Regions from separate parts of the Siniperca chuatsi genome. Here region 2 is linked to region 1. Evidence: chromatin contacts called from public Hi-C data. All regions are on one chromosome and are shown on one strand. The core of a region is the stretch at or near the end of the contact, and the rest is flanking DNA. Distances in the headings are between cores, read along the strand shown. Region 1 has its middle 4.5 kb from the start of LOC122871509. Region 2 overlaps atp2b1a (plasma membrane calcium-transporting ATPase 1a).

Region 1 (5,251 bases), core at 2,039-4,538:
GAGTTAAATACATAGTTAATACAACAGAATAATTTTGCTGTTAATAATAAACATCAGTCATTTACAATTGCTTTCAGGTTAAAAATGAAGATGTTAAATTTTAATATTACCAATTTTATGTACCTGTGTGAGATATGTTTAGAATTAGTAACAGAAGAGAGAGATAATTAGATGTGATTATGGGATCTGTTGGCTGTGCTTGTAAAAAAACCCACAAATGCGTAGCTTAAACTGACTAAGGGGTCCACATGCTTGCAGAACTGGTGAACTGGTGCACCTAATGAAAACCACATCAAAGTTCATTGTAATACAGTGGGTTGTCCTTGAATTAGTCTGTAGCTTGAAATGAGTGATCCAAAGTATATACAATAACAGTGCCCCGTACAATATTATACCTCCAAACATTTTAGCACTCACTATGTTGTCCGGCCCCACCTTTCTGGCAGTGCAAGTAGGTTAAAACAACCACTAAGAACTGTGCAAATACCGCTCTATCCCTGTGTGGTATACAGTGCTGTTAACTTAAACAGCTTGTTAAGGTGGGAGAATAAGTGGTTGTTTCGTCCTCTGTCGTGCAGACAGCTCTGACTCACTTTAATTACGTCCAGCAGTTGCTTCTTTCATCTCTTCCAGCTTTGCTTCTGAAATTCTGTCAATTTAGTTTACCATCTAAAAGCATTTTTAAGCTGCAGCAAGGACACCTCACTCAATGCCAGTAGAAGCAGCCTTGGAAGTGTTTCAGCGCTCTCTCTGCTGCTCTCTCTGCTGCTCTCTGCTTTTCTTTGTCCTCGTTCATCGCCTGTACCCTCTTCTTCTGTATCCTTCTTCATGAGCTATATTTTCCCTTTCTGTTGTCTGTCTTGTATGTCATCCATCCCATGTTTTTCAAAAGATGGAGAGAAAGAGTGAGAAATGTGTGTCTTGTCGAAGAGACTTACCTGCTCACTTAATATCTAGATAAGTTAAAGGAATAGTTCAACATTTTGGGAATATGACGGTGTTGTCCCTCATTCGTCCAGGAGCGTCTATCATAGAAAAGGTTTCAGTCGTAGTCATCTGGACACTGTTTTCAGAATCAAGACGTTTCGGCTCCCATCCGGAAGTCATTCTCAATTGTAAAAAAGTGGGACGGGAACTAGAAATTTAAATAAATATAAACCGATAACCGATAACTCTCTCATGTCATACGCACGCTAAATATGAGGCTACCGCCAGCAGCCGGTTGGTTTATCTGTCCATCTAATATGAAGTTACAGCCAGGAAACAGTTAACTTAGGTTAACACAAAGACTGTAAACAGGGGGAAACAACTAGCCTTGCTCTGTCCTAGGATAACAAAGTCCGCCCACCGTCACCTCTAAAACTCACTAATTAACACGTTTTTTGTTTAATTCGTACAAAAACCAAAGTGTAAAAATGTCAATTTGCTGTTTTACTACTATTTCTTGGCTGGAAGCTGTAATTTCCTGGAGTTTCCTCTTGGCTTCCGCTTGTGCTAAGCTAAGTTAATACGCTGGATACTGTAGCCTCATATTTACAGTAACAGACAGATCTCTCTGTCAGAGAACAAATTAGTGTATTTCCCAAAATGTTGAAATATTCTTGTAACACATTTTGTCTCATTTGTTTAATCTGTGTAAAATACAGTGCTGGAAAACACACTCGTGCTGGGTTTTTCTGTTCTTTTTTTCAGTTTTTTCCCCAGTCTGTCACTAAGCTTTAATGCCAACCTACGGCACTGGAGGCATTTGTCACAGTGCAAAACCTGTTTAATACTAAGTGATGTAAAAATATTGGATGGATGATGTGGTCTGATGTGGCTTTAGTCAGAGTCAATCTGTACTGTTTGAACTAATTGCTTTTGGTTGGCATTTACCTGCAATGTCCCTTTTAAATTTCAGTGTACAGTATGTGTGTTTGGAGGGCAGGGGGTAGTAACATGGAGATCACACACATTGCATAAGCCTTCCCCCTCACCCTCTCTGTAAATTATCTCATCTCTGTCATTACCCAATCTTGTGAGTCTGTCTCCCCACCAGGCTTGCTGCTAAAATGCTAATGTGGTCCGTGCACTGCAATTACTAAACACACACAAACGCAGAAACACACACCTCTCCCCCTGTCACCCATTAGGGGGGCATAACAACCCCTGTGCTGCGCCTCGCTTAAATCAATGAACAGACTTCACTTTGGGGTATGTCTGAGACATTATATTAGTCAAATTAAAATCAAATTAAAAGCATTTGCTTTGGCTGTCCAAGAGGGGTGAGGGAAGCAGATGAAGGAAAAGAGGGGGAAGGACTGAGAGATGAAAGCAATATCTGGTTTTTAGCTGTGTCGGTTGGTCGGTCCACCACTTTGGTCCAGACTGAGATATCTCAACAACTAGATGGATTGGCAGACGATGTCTACTAAAGAGTTCATTTGTGGTTTTGTGTGAAATGTTTCAGCTACTGGATGGATTGTAATGAAATTTCATACACAGTCGTGTCCCCTTCAGGATGAATTGTAATAGCTTTGGTGATCCCTTAACTTTTCATCTAGCACCATCATCACATCAAAATTTGAATTTGCTCCGTACTTTGGTTTATGATTAAATACGTGCAAAACTAATAACATTCCCATCAGCCTCAGCTGTTGCTACTTTGTGTTTAGTGCTAATTAGCAAATGTTAGCATGCTAACACGCTAAACTTAGTCTTAGTCTTGTTTTATAACAAAGAAGAGAAAAGCTGCAAAAATATAGTATCTCCTTTGGGTCAAATTAAATAATGCCAATTAATATAGTGGCATTTCTTATTTATAGTACATTATGGGATGAACTGAGGCAGCTGGTTTATCCCTTGTATTGTTGAGACTTGAACGTGATCCAACTCTCTCCATGCAAACATAATGCTCTCTTTCTCTGTCTGGCTTTTTTCTCTTTCTGCCTCTTCATCTTAAACAAACACACAAATACACAGACGAATTGATCCTGGATTGCAAAAGTCTTCACTTTATTATGGGAGGGTGGGCACCATCGCCCTGTGGAAAAAGCTCATTTTTGCAGCTTGTATATACAGTTCTGATTCCTTCAGACACTATCTAAAGCTTGTGATCATAGGTGAGTTATAAGGTATAACACTCATACCTCTGAGCGTTTAATTTTTTGAAATTCCTGCATTTTTGGTAACATAGAGACACAGAGAGAGAGAGGCAAATTACATGTGACAAAGGTCCTAGTCTGGAATCAAACCAAGGACGTCACAGCCACATGATAGGCGCCTTTAGCCAGCCCAGCCACCCACACACGGATTATTGTTGAAAAATTTTTTTAGATGTGGAGACACTAAAAAATGTAGTTCAACATGGCTGGGGTTGGTGGCTGACTTAATTTATGCTGATTAATCTCTACAGCTCATAAACACATTCCTCCTAGTGCTCACTGAGTTGGGCTTTGCTAAACAGCAGAATGATTCTTGTTAACAGCACATATCATGTTACATTTTTAGGTATTTGTTTCTTAATTTTTCATGCAGGCATAAATAGACACACAGTCATTCAATGGTTTTGAGGTAGGCATGCATGTTGTTTTGTGTGAGACAGAGGGGGGAAAAAAATCTTGTTTGTATGCCGTTGCCAGGTAGAGCTCTGTAGGGATTTAGTTATGAGTGTATGACTGTGCATGTATGTGTGTATTTTGAAGAAATTACTATGGGAGGCTGGGTATTTACCCTGCATGGCAAAATCATTTTGTTGACTGTGTGGAAAATCAATGACATGTCTCTTTCTCTGCCTGGCTCTGCAGAGCCCAGAGGCGGTCCACGTGGTCCACATGGTGGCGCTCTGACTCAACATCAAATCTCTCTTTATTGTCCCTGACACTTGCTCCCGTTCTCACCTGATTCCCTCCTCTCTTCTACTTCTCTCTCCTCCGTCACTATCTCTTATGTCCTCTTGTGCTTCTCTCTGTTTTCTCTCTTCTGTTGACAGAGGCTGAATGTCACACCATCTGCCATGGCATGTTGCTGAGGGGGAATGTTTTATTAGCGCTGCTCTTGGCATACATCGTGGCCTGGCCTGGCTTGGCTGCACTGGCCCTCAGCAGGTGCACACACATGTAAAAAATTGCATGAGCATATGAGTTGATACAAGGTGAATTTTCTAATTTGAACTCTGAGCGGAATGAATTACATTTCGGTTTAGCCAAACTGATGGAGGGAAGTGGACGGGGGTGGAGAGAGAAAACGAGAAACGAGAGCGAGAGTTGGTTAATTCTGTCTGAGCTGGATGCCTCAGCCCCTAGTCAGAACATGGGGGCTTGTCTCTTCCAGTTCCAGAGAGCGCAGTGAAATGCCCTGTGGAGGAGATGCATGGGCAGCAACCAAAGGAAAGTCAGTTTGATCAGCACTCACATTCCTGTGTCAGGGGGCGGGGGGATTTTAATAAGGGTATTCAAATGTGTTTGGTTCTGTTTGTGTATGTGAGTTGGATGTGTGTGCGTGTGTGTGTGTGTGTGTGTGTATTTCATGTTCTTATATCCCGGTGGGGACTTTAGCCTGAATGCACACTAGGTTACAATTAGGTTAAGGTTAGGGTTAGGGTAAGGGTTAAGGTTAGGCACTTAGTTGTGATGGACAAGGTTAGGGTAAGGGGCTAGGGAAAGCATCATGTCAATGACTGTCCCCCACTGGGATAGTGAAACAAACGTGTATGTGTGTGTGCAGTTAGAAGAGAAGGAGTGTAGATTGGCTCTGATTAGACCCTGCATCACAAACACACATACACACACACATAGCCTGCTCTGTCTCTCTCAGCACAGACCTGGAAACGGAGCGTGATGGAGAAGAGGAGGGACGAAAATCAATCCTTCACCGTCCCTTCTTACATCTACCCGCTCTTCTCTTGGTCTCATTTTCTCCCTTCTATACTGACTCTGACACACACACACACAAATATATTGACATGTGTATTTTCCAAAGCGCCTCTCTTTGCTGTATACATGGCTATTGAACAGTGACCATTAACGTCCCAATATAATCACTCACAGAGACCTGTTCTCCCCCACAGCACAGCCATCAGACATGGTGTCCATCACTTCCAGGGAGATTCTTCTGTTAGTTTAACAGATTTTGGAGCTCATTATTATTATGTTAATTCACATATGATATCTGCATATTTTCACCTTGCACAGTATTGATCAGATGATTTGAAAAGCAAACCTATTAATGAAAATCCCCTAGAGATTGATTCTGTCTGTACAATAAAAGAGGC
Region 2 (5,251 bases), core at 1,656-4,155, 140 kb after region 1:
CTGGCCTTAAGCTGGTCTCTGAGTTGTTGCTGCCCTCTGCTTTCAAATAGGATGGGGTGTATGCAGAACATTTATTTTCCATAGGTTATTAATAAAGTGTAACTTAACTTTACTGTGTGCAATAAGCAAGTTAAGGTCAGCCATTGTGATTTAAATATTTATTTATTTAGCATTGTTATGTACTTAATCTACTTCTCGGCAGCAGTTGCTGGGGTCATTTTTAAATATGATGATGTATTTTTGTGTTCAATTAATGTGCTGATCATTTTCTCAATTAACAGAATCATCGTTTTGTCTATAAAATGTCAAAAAAAAGTCTATTCTAATTTCCCAGAGGCTAAGGTGGCAGCTTCATATTGCTTGTTGTATCTGACTATTTCTCCAAAACCCAAATATATTCAGTTTACAATCACTTGTGACACAGAAAAGCAGCAGATCCTCACATTTGAGAAGCTGAAATCAGAATGTTTGGCATTTTTGCTTGAAAGAGCAAAAGATTATAACAGCACTGACTTATGACCATTATCATAAGTCAGTGCTGCTCATGTAAATCCTGATCTCTTCCAGGTGATCTCCTCGATACCCACCAGCCGCTTAAAATTCTTGAAAACAGCCGGCCACGGCACCCAGAAAGAGGAGATCCCAGACGAGGAGCTGGACGAGCTGGACGAGATGGAAGAGATAGATCATGCTGAACGGGAGCTTCGCCGAGGCCAGATCCTCTGGTTCAGAGGCCTCAATCGCATCCAGACTCAGGTAATAATCTACAGACCGTCCCCTGTACCACCGAACACCGCACCCACCACCAAGGGAATCAAAAGCCATAAACCCTTTAACTCTCTATTGCTCTTCCAGCTTAAAATCTATGTTTTGTTCTTTCTCTCGGCATTCTTAAAGAATGGCTTATGCCCTAAAAACAAAAGCCTTCCCTCTAATTTTTCTGCTCTGCTTGTGAGCTAAAGCGGGTTCCTATGCCTATTTCTGACTCGGCCTGAATCTTATCTGCTAAAACACGACTAGTTTGAAGGTACTGATGAGAAGCAATTGGATTGGATGGAAAGCACACTAGAACAGCTGAATGTTCAAAGAGTATTGGCATGGCTATAGCTGGAAGTATGGAAGGATTCTGCATAGAAAAGAGTGAAAGTGAGATCAGATTGTGAGAGCTCCCTCCGATCAGTGCCTTTAAACCCAACCGTCCTCTCTCTCTCTTAACTATAATGCCTGAATCAAATTTCCAAGTGACATTTTTTCTATGGTTACTGGTGCCTTTTCTTTATTTTTTCTCTTTTCTCTCTCCTCTGGCTGTGTTGTGTTTTATTTCCTCTGGGCTTTCTCCTGTCACGCTGTCTGATTCTTTGCAGATGGATGTAGTGAGTGCGTTCCAGAGTGGAACTTCCTTTCAGGGGGCTCTAAGGCGGCAGGCCTCCAACTCCAGCCAACAACAGCACGATGTAACCAATGTTTCTAGCCCTACACATGTAGCCTTTTCTACTACTACCACTGCTGCCACTGCCGCCAACACCGCTTCTGCCACTGTGGGGTGTGAGTGCGTGTTCTCCTCTAGTGCATGAGACTTTTATTTCTTCTGTTCTTCTAACATCTTCCTCCTCCACTCTTCTTCTCACCTAACGTTGACACTTTTACTCTCTCATGCTTCTCCTAATGTGCCCCCCTGTTTTCTTCCAAAAAAAAAAAAGACACCAAAAATACCACATCTTCCATATTGCTTTGATAACACTGCTGTATATATGTGTACCCTGTAAGCAGGTCGCTGCTAGTGTCAAGGTGTTTTCTCTGTGTCATCATGTTTTCTGTTCTGCTTCTGCTTTGGTCTCAGAAATGGAAAGATTTTACTGTTATCTTGGGGGGTATTTTCTATTTGACAAAAATTACATTCTGGATTGACAGTCACCAGGTTTGTCTGCAGCTGCTCTGTACCCCTGTAGCACCCATGGGTCTGTGTCGCAGCTCTCAGCACTAGTCCCTAGTCGGGTAAATGTTTTGAGTATACGCCCATGATCACGGTCTAAAACAATAGAGACAAACCATGACATGGACCCCTGTGAGAAAATCTACCGAGTGTCAGTGGATGTCTTGTCAGTCAGTGGTGAAATAATGACCTTTTCTTCTCCAGCTGTGGCTGTTTCTGGGACTTTGCTGTGAAAAAGAGGGTATGTTAAAAGGGGGTGGAGGGTGGCAGAGGGGGGAGAGCACCCTATAGTGGATAAGCAGCTGCAGTTGATAATGACACAGTTTGTTAGTGTGTTTGCATGCAAGGCTGTGCATAGTTTTGAAAGGTCTGGCAGCCTTTTACATCATGCCAGTCGTGGAAGATCACTACGTCGAGAGCGGATACGGATCATTTGATGGTGGTATTTCCAAAGACCTACCTCTTGACCGTGCCCTTAAAAGAACTGTGTGGCTCTTGACGATGACTCTTTTTCTCTTTCAGATCTTCCCAGGCAGAGACCGTCTGACCGGCAGTGGATTTGAAATGTCTAACAGATGTCACGAAAAAAGCTTAATGGAATAAATGACTGTGCTCTTGAATGTAAACATGTGGGACTTTCCCCAGACACATTAACAGCAGATCCAATGTTTTTCCCTGGCACGTTGAAACATTATGCAATGCTGCAGTAATGTTTAGGTCTCTGTCTCAGGTGGGACTCCTTTAAATCTCTTGGACATGCCAGCGGGTGCTTCCCTTCTAAACTCTGAACTTTTCCTTTCAGGTGCTCTGGAAAATAATTTTTTTTTTTTTATGTGTATATTTGTTTGTTGGCAGAATGTGTCCATCTGGCAATGTGTTGCCAAAATGACCCAAAAAAGAATGAATACCACTGACCCCCCACATATTCTTCTTTAGATTCTGTGAAATGTGTCATGGGCTATACTCAAAGGTTTACTACCATTGAACACAAGGTAGCGCCGCGCTCTGCATGGGTTCAAAGTCTCTGGTCTCGTTTGTGAGTTTTTTCTCTTTGTGCTGTTTTTGACATGTATACCAGCTTGTAGATATGCTTGGCTGCCGCAGCTTTTTTGTTTTTCCTCCACAAACATAAGCTATAACTGACCACCCCTTTCTGTCTTTCTTTCTCTTTTTCTTTCTGATTGTCTTCTCTCTCTCTGCCTGTTTCTCTCCTTTCTCTTTCTTTCTCTGTCTCTTTCTCTTTCTTCTCCTGTCTCTTTCTGTCTTGCCCTTCTCTCTCCTCACTCTTTCCAAAGCATGTCCAACAACAGTACACTCCTTTTTTTCTCTTTGGATGTGTTCTTGTCTAAAGAACAGCATTCCTCTTATATCTTGGTTTCCTTTTTTGCATTTTGATTAATCAGACACAGGCCTCTACCAAGTGTTTTGTGAAATACTACTACTGTACTCACAAAAAAAATATACACTGCATTGGGTTTGACACTGGTTTGTACCCTTCCTGAGGCTGATTCTTGAATTTACTACATGAGTTTTAAGAATAGTTTTTCTACAAGCACAGAGTGAAGTGTCAGGTTTGTCTCCACCGAATGCAACTAAGGCTTTCGATCTCTCAAACACTTTTATTTTAAACAACACTGCGATCTGAACTGGTTCTTTGCAGGCTTGCAGTCCAGTCTGTCACACACTACTGCAACCTGAAGTCTTTTATGCCCCCCCATCAAATAGGCTTTTAATTCAGTGACATGTCTACATTTCAGGACAGGACAGAGGTTCACTTAGAGAAACAGAAGTGACACACAGAGACAGAAGTGAAATGTGAATTTAACTGAAGAATATTGGCTGTTCCTGTTGACACTTTGAAGCTAGTGTGAACTTTTACAACTCAGCATAACTGCACACCTGCACGTGTCTCTGAGAGTTTCCCCCCTCACACTCAGTTTTTGTCCCTGAAACTCACCTATTATTGACCCAATAAAACCTGCGCCCTCGGTTTTTATCTGTGGTGTTATTCAGGTGTTAAAATACAAAACACACATGTATCATTACTGAATGTGACTAAATGTCTGCCTTTCCCGCTCCCTGTCCCTTCTCCGTCCCTCCAGATCCGGGTGGTGAATGCATTCCGCAGCTCCATCTCCCTCTATGAGGGGCTGGAGAAGCCCGAGTCGCGAACATCAATCCACAACTTCATGACCCACCCCGAATTTCGGATAGAGGACTCTGAGCCCCATATTCCCCTCATAGACGACACCGACGCAGAAGACGACGCTCCCACCAAGCGCAACTCAGCCAGTCCCCGCAACGCCACGCCCACGCCGCCCTCACCCACGCTTGCCACTGTCGCCCCCACCACGCCGGTCTCTCCCTCCCCAAACCAGAACAATAACGCTGTGGAGAGCAGTAACCATCTCCTCCCAGAGGGCCCCAAATCAGGAACCCCCTCGGCCCCAGGGAGCCCCCTACACAGCCTGGAGACCTCCCTTTGATCTGACCCCGCTCCACACGTCACCACCACTTTTCTGCCCACCACCAAGGAGCTCAACTCAGACAAAACGAACGAACACTTGGAGAGGAGAGACGGAGGGCTAGAAGGAGAGCGGAGTCTTGTGAGAGCTTGGCTTGGGCTGGACTAAAAGAACAGCAAACATTCAGAGGAATGTACGGCTTGGTGTGGATGCTTTGGTCTTTTATTTTTGGTTCTTATTAATACCCCACTGCAACACAAGGACTCTGTCTCAACCCCTCCCTCCTTGGTAACTTTTGTTTTTCTCGGTAAACAAGGGGTGATTATAAACTCAGATTGAAAGTGACCTGTTTTTATTATTCTATTGTTGTTGTTATTATTATTATTATTATTATTATTATTATTATTATTATTATTATTTTAATTGAGAAGGGGAGGTGGTCCTCCTGGCTTGAAGATTGTCTGTAAGAATTATGAAAGAACCTTTAGCTTCTCTTTTATCTGAATGGTGTTGTATATTTATCACTTTGGCCCTTGCTCATTCAAAACTTACTTCTGCTCCATTGGCTGTTAATATTTTGAGTTATTTATGTTTTTGGAAAAAGCAGGTCTGTTTACAAAGTTTGTAGATACTTTTTTTCTGTTTGTAGGCAAAAGAGCTTCCTGATGTATGATGCAGAAAACTGGGACAGAATAAAAAATGAATGAGAGGATTATTTCAGATACTGCTGTATTTTCAGGAAAAAAGGGTGTTTCTATTGAAACTTAACTATTTTTGCCTGCAAGTTTTATTTGTTATATATTTGTAGATAAATGTAGAACCTTCTAGCCAAACCAATAAACACTAAGGCTTG

What was found. A called contact is a pair of places that touch in the nucleus more often than the background predicts.
Region 2: a contact with region 1 is called in a Hi-C map of liver, with 6 times the contacts expected there. The contact joins two enhancer-like sites. A contact is called at or near these places in 3 of 3 Hi-C or Micro-C datasets (liver, skeletal muscle and an unstated tissue).

What each region holds. Positions count from the first base shown.
Region 1 is chrLG23:9,571,538-9,576,788 of ASM2008510v1, forward strand. No RefSeq gene overlaps it. Among protein-coding and RNA genes, the nearest start is that of LOC122871509, 4.5 kb to the right of the region's middle. Within about 2 kb of position 3,289, the one cell type or tissue checked has an H3K27ac peak away from gene starts, as active enhancers do. A contact at or near this core is called in liver, where this site is marked.
Region 2 is chrLG23:9,707,541-9,712,791 of ASM2008510v1, forward strand. atp2b1a (plasma membrane calcium-transporting ATPase 1a) reads left to right here. Exons shown (of 21, transcript XM_044185799.1): 20 at 568-756; 21 at 4,036-5,251. The coding sequence ends at 4,419. Among protein-coding and RNA genes, the nearest start is that of mest, 6.2 kb to the right of the region's middle. Within about 2 kb of position 2,906, the one cell type or tissue checked has an H3K27ac peak away from gene starts, as active enhancers do. A contact at or near this core is called in liver, where this site is marked.